Linked DNA regions of Sus scrofa: region 2 is linked to region 1. The links are chromatin contacts, called in public HiChIP or PLAC-seq maps. All regions are on one chromosome and are shown on one strand. The core of a region is the stretch at or near the end of the contact, and the rest is flanking DNA. Distances in the headings are between cores, read along the strand shown.

Region 1 (3,828 bases), core at 576-3,075:
CCGTGTGTCAGTATCTTGATGAGCATGAACTAAGAATCTGAGGGTTGGTTGGGTGTTTTTTTTTTTTTTTTTTTTTTTTTTTTTGTCTTTTGTCGTTTTAGGGCTGCACTCTCGGCATATGGAGGTTCCCAGGCTAGGGGTTGAATCAGAGCTGTAGCCACCTGCCACAGCCACACCAGATCTGAGCAACATCTGTGACCTACACTGCAGCTCATGGCAACGCTGGATCCTTAACCCACTGAATAAGGCCAGGGGTCAAACCCACATCCTCATGGATCCTAGTTGGATTCGTTAACCACTGAGCCATGACAGGAACTCTGGGAATCTGAGGGTTGGTTGATGTTGATGACTTGTGTTAGACTGCTCTAAGTTCTAACTTTCTGATTGTCCCCACGGAGTAAGAGAGGAGGAATGGCTGCCACCCCATCACAGATGGGGAAATGGGCCTTGGGAGGAGGCTGCTAAAGTCTGTAAGCTCTCTGGTGATCTGTTAATCAGGTTGCCTTTCTTTGTTGATTTATTTCTTGAGCTGAACCCTAGTCCAGTTATTTTGGAGGTCAGGTGATACAGATCTCTGAAAGTAAAATGGTGACAGAGAACTTCAACTCACTGTTTCTTTTTTTTTTTTTTTTGGCCACACTTGCGGCACGCTGAAGTTCCCTGTCCAGGGATCCAATCCAGTGACAATGCTGGATCCTTAACCCGCTAAGCCACCGGGGAAGTCCTACTGTTTTCATTTTCAAAGGATATTCTCAGATGTGTCCTACTCCATGCCTTCTAATTTTTGTTGCTCTTTTTCTTTGCTCCCTTGAACCTTTTAAAAACAGCTGTATATTCGCTCAAATAGAGTTTCACTGAACTCTTTTGTGAAGTATCAAATTAACATGTAGAGGGCCTCAGTGGTTAGCCTGCTCTGTGGACATTCAGGAGCAAATGAGACAAACTGGGGATATAAGCAGAGAGCATATTACCTCAATGGTAGTTTGGTTCAGTATGAGCCATTTAGATGTAAAGGAATAATGCAAAACAAAACAAAAAAAAGTTCAGATAAATAGGTCTGTCACAGATCAAGGCCTTTTTGGAGAAGCAAGTCGGCCAAAGCAGCCATGCATTGCGTTTCACTGACTCTGAGCAGTGCAAATATTTACTTGAGGTGAATGTAAACTCCAGCTTTTATTTCAGCCTCTGAATACACAGATGTCTCCTTGCTTTCCAGCTTTCGTATTTATATGCAACACCTAGGTACCCCCCCCCCACCAAATTCCTTAGGCAGTGACTCATCTCATTCCCCTAGGCATCTTGGCATCACGGGTCAGTTTCAGATTTGGGTGGAGATGTAGAGTCATTTAAATCTTCTGAGGATGGTCTCTGATAGCCAGAACTTCCCTGTCAAGAATTCTGACATCCAGAAGTTAACTCCTAGTTAAAAATATCTGTTAAAATACCCAGACCATTGTTCTCCTCCAGCAGGTAGCGGAGCCCTGCACATTTACAGCACCTCACGTTGGACCTGTGGAGACAGCTTAGGCTGGCAGGCACCCAGAGCTGGGCTTCTCTGCACGTAGCCAGTTAATGTGCTTAGTGATTCCAGATTTACTTGATTATTTAGAAAAGAGGCACAGGAAGAGACTGTCCTTTTTTCAACACAGTAAGGAATGTACTAAAGTACTTTTCTCGGCACTGTAATATTGAGGCTGTAACCCCGGGTTGTTTAGGTCACTGTCTGTTATGAAATTTCTGTGTAAATTACTACAGTGGGAACCCAAGTACCCCTCAGGGTCCGTGTTTCAGCTTGACTCCCTGCCCTGCCACAGAATGCCTTTCTCTGGGCCTCACCCCGCCTGCTTGGATAGCTGCCTCAGCTCGGTCTTCCTCAGACTCTGAGCAGCACCTACTTCCCTTAGGAAGTGCACAAGCCTTCTTCATCTGGCATTGACTCTACACTGCCTAATACTGTTGATATTTCATGAAGATGTTTCCCAAAGTGTGGATGTGACTGGGCAAGTGATCCATAAACTACATGAATTTGGCAAATTTTAAGGTGGGATTTGGGATCTAAATATAGGAATACTCTGAATCCTTAAGATGGCAAAATTAGTCTAGATTAAACCAAGGCCCATCTTAGGGTGCTTTCCTGGCCCAGTCTCTTAACAAATGAAGGTGGAACAATACAGTGTGCTGGCTTAATCTTAGGAGTGATGTTTCAAAGTAAGTAGACCAAAGTGTATTTCTTTGTGTTGAGCATGCTGTTGTTAAATCTAGTTCAGGGATTCGCAGAGTTTTTGTTATAAGTCCAATAATAATTAGGTTTTATAAGGCAGGTAGGTGCAATCTCAGTTGCAAATTCTTTTTTTTTTTTTCAGATAACCCTTTAAAAATGTAAAAATGATCCCTTGACTCTAGTTGAAAATGGGGAAAAAACCCTCTTAAGAATAGAGTACAGGCATTATCTCATTTTATTGTGCTTCACTTTCTCACGCTTCACTGATAGTACATTTTTTGCAAATTGAAGGTTTTTGGCAACCTTGAGCAAAGCGAGCCTATCAGTGCCGTCTTTCCAACAGCATCTGGTCACTTTTTGTCTCCGTGTCACATTTTGGTAATTCTCAAAGTATTTCAGATGTTTTCATTATTATTATGCTTGTTATGGTCATCTGTGATCAGTGATCTTTGATACTGTTGCAAAAAGATTATAGCTCACTAAAGGCTCAGATGACTGTTACCATTTCTTAGTAATATTCTTTAAGGTATGTATTTTTTAGACAAAATGCTGTTGTACACTTAATACACTGTACAGTATAAACATAACTTGTAAATGCACTGGGAAGCCAGAAGATTCATGCGACTTATTTTATTGCCGTATTCACTTTATTGCTATGGTCTGGAACTGAACCCACAGTATCTCCAAGCTGAGCCTGTATTAAGAGATAATAGCATTTTGTAATTAAGTATTACAAGGTCAGTCAAGGTAAGGCAAAATAAACCAGCTTCAAAAAATACCTTGTACAACCATCAGATTTTAAAAATGAAATTGTAGGAGTTCCTGTTGTGGCTCAATGGGTTAAGAACTCAGCATATTGACCATGAGGATAAGGATTTGATCCCTGGCCTTGCTTAGTGGATTAGGATCCAGTGTCACCGTGAGCTGTGGTGTAGGGTCGCAGACGCAGCTCAGATCCCTCATTGCTGTGGCTGTGGCATAGGCCAGCAGCTGCAGCTCTGATTCGACCCCTAGCCTGGGAGCTTCCATATGCTGTAGGTGAGACTGTAAAAAGAAAAAAAAAAATTAAAAAAAAAAAAAAGAAACTAAATGCTTTTTCAGAAGCTTTAGGCAAAAAAAAATAAAGGGTTATATCTTTCTCTTCAGTGATAATAAAAATAATAGAAGAATGCTTAAGTAGTATCATAGATACTGAATTTTCTTATTTAAAAAAAGGATTATGTTTTACACAAAAGGAGAAACGTACACCTAATTTTTTTTTTCCATGTGGCCCTGTCCACTGGGAAATCCTATTTATTCTGACCAGGTCTTCTTTATTGACTCATAAAACTATCACAAAGCTTTTCATAAAGTGGTGCACAAGTGTTAGGTTCTCTGTGTTCGGGAGGCCTCTCTGTACTTGGCAGTAAAGCCTATGCTACCTGCATGGTGGCACTCCGTCCTACAACCCTCCTCTCTGAACTTGAATACCTAGTTATTTTGAGCAAATCGATTCCTTCTGCCCTTCTTGCCCTAAGGAATAACAAAATTGCCTTTATGAAGTTCCCTGGTGGCACACTGGGTTAAGGATTTGGCATCACAGCTGTGGTGCAAGTTTGATCCCTCCA
Region 2 (3,828 bases), core at 492-2,991, 170 kb before region 1:
TTAGCTTTTTTATCCTCATCCGATCTCCCCGAAAGTTTGCTAAGGTATGTGTTTTTGCAAGAAGCCTGACCAAAATAATGTGCTAATCGGGGGTATAAAGGCTAAAGACTCTCTGTGAAATGGTAGTTGTCGCTCTTTATTCTGGCTCAGCTGTTTTGGCCTTCCCAGACTTTACGTTTTGTAAGACTTCTCTGTTCTTGAGTGACATCGAGTAGATTGAGGGTTGAATGACTTTAGGATTACCTGGTTCATTTCTCTTCATCCTACATAAGACCAACAGGCAACCCAAGGAGTAACTGAAGTCTAGCCTGAGATGGTTCCTTGAGCTTCATGAACTAGAGGAAAGGCTTTGAAACCTCCTTGGAGGTTTCATCAGTCTCTCTCTCTTCCTATATCTCCATAGGCCTATCCACCATCTAATTTAGGGTTTGAAGGTCCCTGTTTTGTTTTCAAACTGATTGTCAACTTAGATCTGACCTTTGGATTTCTCACTGTTTGTTATTTGCTTTTTAAGTGAATTTATCAACATTCAGGTTTATAACTCTACTGTTGTTTTAGCCCATTTAAGGAGGAACGTTTTCCCCCAAATCAGAAATATTTCCTAATACCAGATGTCTAGTTTTCTTATTGTAGTGTCAAACAAAGGCAAAATTGTATATAATTTTTTTCTTATCTGTTTTCTTTGCTTCAAAGTAATTTGTGTTTAAAATGAAAAATGAATAGGCTTATTGCCATAATTTAGTTGTGCTGAATTGTTTGGCCATAGCTTTAGTGATGATGGAGTCCAGATTTATGAGCTGTGGGATCTGCTCTGTTTGGATCTGACAGCTGGCTGCATTAAATATCTTGGAGCTCTTAACTTTGCGGGGGGATGGGAGGTAGGGAGGGTGGGAACAGCAGTGGAAGAAAGCAGTCCACTTTATTTAATGTTCTGCATTTGTTTACTGGTTCCAATCATAACATTGTGCAGCTGTTTGAACAGCTGTCTTTTGATTTCCTTTTGTTTACTGTTTAGGTCTAGTAAGCTTGTCTTTAGTACCTGCTTACTGTGTACTCTTTAGCTTTCCCTCTTTATTAAAATATTTTAATATATACCTCTCTCATTTGTTCTAGGCATGCTTTGATTTAACAAGTTAATTCACTAAAGTAAAAAAATTTTTAACTCCATAGGTCATATGGAAATTCACCTATTCTTGATTTCTTTTTGTCCCTTAGCTTTATTTCAGTTAAATATCTTATTATTTGGTAAATAAATTACATTTTGAAATTAAGTCAGAATTTCAATCATGTTAAATCACCACTTATGTTAACTTCCTAAGTCTGCCAGTAGGTAGCTTAGTCTACATACTCCAGGATAGTTAAAAAGAAACTGTCAGGCTAACTGTTAAGTATGTGAATTTTGTTTTAACAACTTTCTCCTAACAGACTGCACACCTAGCAGGTACATACACATACACATATAGATACACCCAGAGACCAAAAGATAAATCTTGATAATTATTTCCTTATTCAAGCATGCTTACTTATTAAAAATGTATTCAACATTGTGGGAATTTTATTCTCTCTTTATAGGTGAGAGACTTGTCCATTGCTTATATGCTGGTGACATTAACCTATCTCTATATTGGAGTCCTGGTTTTTGCCTCATTTCCTTCACCACCTTTATCCAAAGATTGTATAGAGCAGGTAAGGCACTGTGCATCTTCTCTGCGTGACTGCTACATAAGCAGTGTGATCCAGTAGCAAAATGTAATGCCATACAGGCCTGGGTTTGAATACCATCTCTACTATTTACCATACATGTGAGAATTTAGGCACCTTCCGCTTCCTTTCTGAGCTTCAGTTTCCTCTCCCATTAAATAGTATAATGCATAATCCACAGATTTTTAAATGGACTTTCTGAGAAAACTTACTGCATTCTCGCACCTTGCGGTACTCAAGTAAATGATTCCTATTATATGCATAGTATTTTTGTGTGTGTGGAGAATCGTTACTAGTAGTAGTCTTAAATTTATAAGCCTTCCACAGAGAATATATTCAATTCCCTTATTTTCCAAAGTCCAGATCTTGAGATGTCCTGAATAAACTGGTGTCTTAGTCCGTCAGTCCCTAATAATAGGTCTGACACTCATTTTGGTACTGTGTGACAAGCAGCAAAGCGAAGGACTGACTATTTGTTAGAGGAAGAGACAGAAAAAATAAAAGAAACATTATTTTACTACAAGATTGCCATAAATATATTTTCCTTGATTCAACTGATCATAAACTTAGGAATAGTATAGTCTCTAGTTTAATGTAACTGAAGAATTTCTCACACAAAAAAAATAGCATTCACAGGTGATTTTCTTTCTAGTCAGAAGAAATTCCTCTAATGGATTGTAGTGGAGTATATAATGCAATTTATTACAGATGAATTATGAAGGTTATTTCAGCATAATAGTGTTAATAATGTTCTCATCTTTTTAAGACAAATAGGCTTGAGTTACTGCTGTTATGATAGCTTGAAATGTGCTCTTGATTTCCTTGATTCCAGAAGTTCTTTGGCAGCAAAATGTTTGCTGAAAATTCCCCTGCTGTGAACAATCCCATATAAAGTCCACTCGCTTGGGAATAAGAATATCTGTGGTATTTGTATTTGAAAGGAAAAAAAAAAAAAAACCTGAGTAGCTTTTTTTTCTTAGATGCCAAACGAAAATATAGAAAAGAATCATGAAAGGAAGTAGAAATAAGTTCTTTTTTATTTATTGATAAACTATACATAATGATGATACTTGATGATAGGTATACTCTTACCTTATTCTGTATTCTTTACTTTGAAAGTGTTACAATGCTTCAGAAAGGGAAAAGCAAGAGAACTATTAAGAATAAAATGCATGGAATTAGCCATTTAAATTTACTAAAACGAATTTATCCTTGAACCCTATAGAGCAGTACTTCTCAAACTACCAGTGTTGGAAAATAGGATCCTCTTTGTTGTTGTTATTTCAGTGTCAAATCAATTGCAGAATAATACGTTTGTCAAATAGAATGAAAATGTGGCAATGTCAGATTTCTCTAAGTTGCCGGGCATTTGCTTTCAATATATGTACTTAGCTCATTGAAGAATAAAGGTTAACAGTTTGTGGATGGGCGCCAATATACAAACCATTTGATGGAACCTATGTTCAAAATAAGCAAAAAAAATTCAATTTTATAGATTTGTATGTATTAAATTTGGTTTGTAACATTACTTTATTATCTTTCTTGGATCAGAATTTTTTAGACAACTTCCCTAGCAGTGACATCCTGTCCTTCATTGCAAGGATATTCCTGCTGTTCCAGATGATGACTGTGTACCCACTCCTAGGCTACTTGGCTCGTGTCCAGCTATTGGGCCATATCTTCGGTGACATTTATCCTAGGTAAGGGCTCTTCTCTTGACCAGCAAGATGTGCCAAGCAACAAATGACTGTGCAAACAGGTCAGTTTAAAATGTGACTGATCCTTTTGCTATAAAAATTTGCCTAATGAAAAGAGTTACTAAGGATAGATCATTGGTGTTCTTTTCCCAGAAGAGCTTTAAAAATAGAAGCCACTCCCTTGTCCAGAATGGTTTAAAGTTAGTTCCTTCCAGTATAGTTATCTTAGCTCTGATACCAGTTATATTTATCTTATGATTGAGCTGCTATTAATCTACTCTTTGCCAATAAGTTAATAGTGTATAATGCCTGTGTTAGCCATGTATGGCTAATGAGAAGTAACTATTTTAATATTGGTTATTGGTATTTACTTGTAAATTTATTAACATTCATGCATTTTTACCTAAATGATAATTGTTTGATTAAAGAT

Evidence for each region. HiChIP or PLAC-seq counts read pairs in DNA pulled down with a chosen protein or histone mark.
Region 2: a contact with region 1 is called in an H3K27ac HiChIP or PLAC-seq map of skeletal muscle, with 2.7 times the contacts expected there. The contact joins two enhancer-like sites. A contact is called at or near these places in 1 of 47 Hi-C or Micro-C datasets (omental adipose tissue) and 1 of 2 datasets of contacts at active chromatin or transcription factors (skeletal muscle).

What each region holds. Positions count from the first base shown.
Region 1 is chr16:34,607,803-34,611,630 of Sscrofa11.1, reverse strand. All of the region lies in intron 4 of PLPP1 (phospholipid phosphatase 1), which reads left to right. Among named protein-coding and RNA genes, the nearest start is that of DHX29, 130 kb to the right of the region's middle. Within about 2 kb of position 1,825, at least 27 of the 83 cell types and tissues checked have an H3K27ac peak or open chromatin away from gene starts, as enhancers often do. A contact at or near this core is called in skeletal muscle, where this site is marked.
Region 2 is chr16:34,778,999-34,782,826 of Sscrofa11.1, reverse strand. It overlaps SLC38A9 (sodium-coupled neutral amino acid transporter 9), which reads left to right. Exons shown (of 16, transcript XR_002339779.1): 12 at 1,573-1,686; 13 at 3,253-3,401. Among named protein-coding and RNA genes, the nearest start is that of PLPP1, 39 kb to the right of the region's middle. Within about 2 kb of position 1,741, at least 12 of the 83 cell types and tissues checked have an H3K27ac peak or open chromatin away from gene starts, as enhancers often do. A contact at or near this core is called in skeletal muscle, where this site is marked.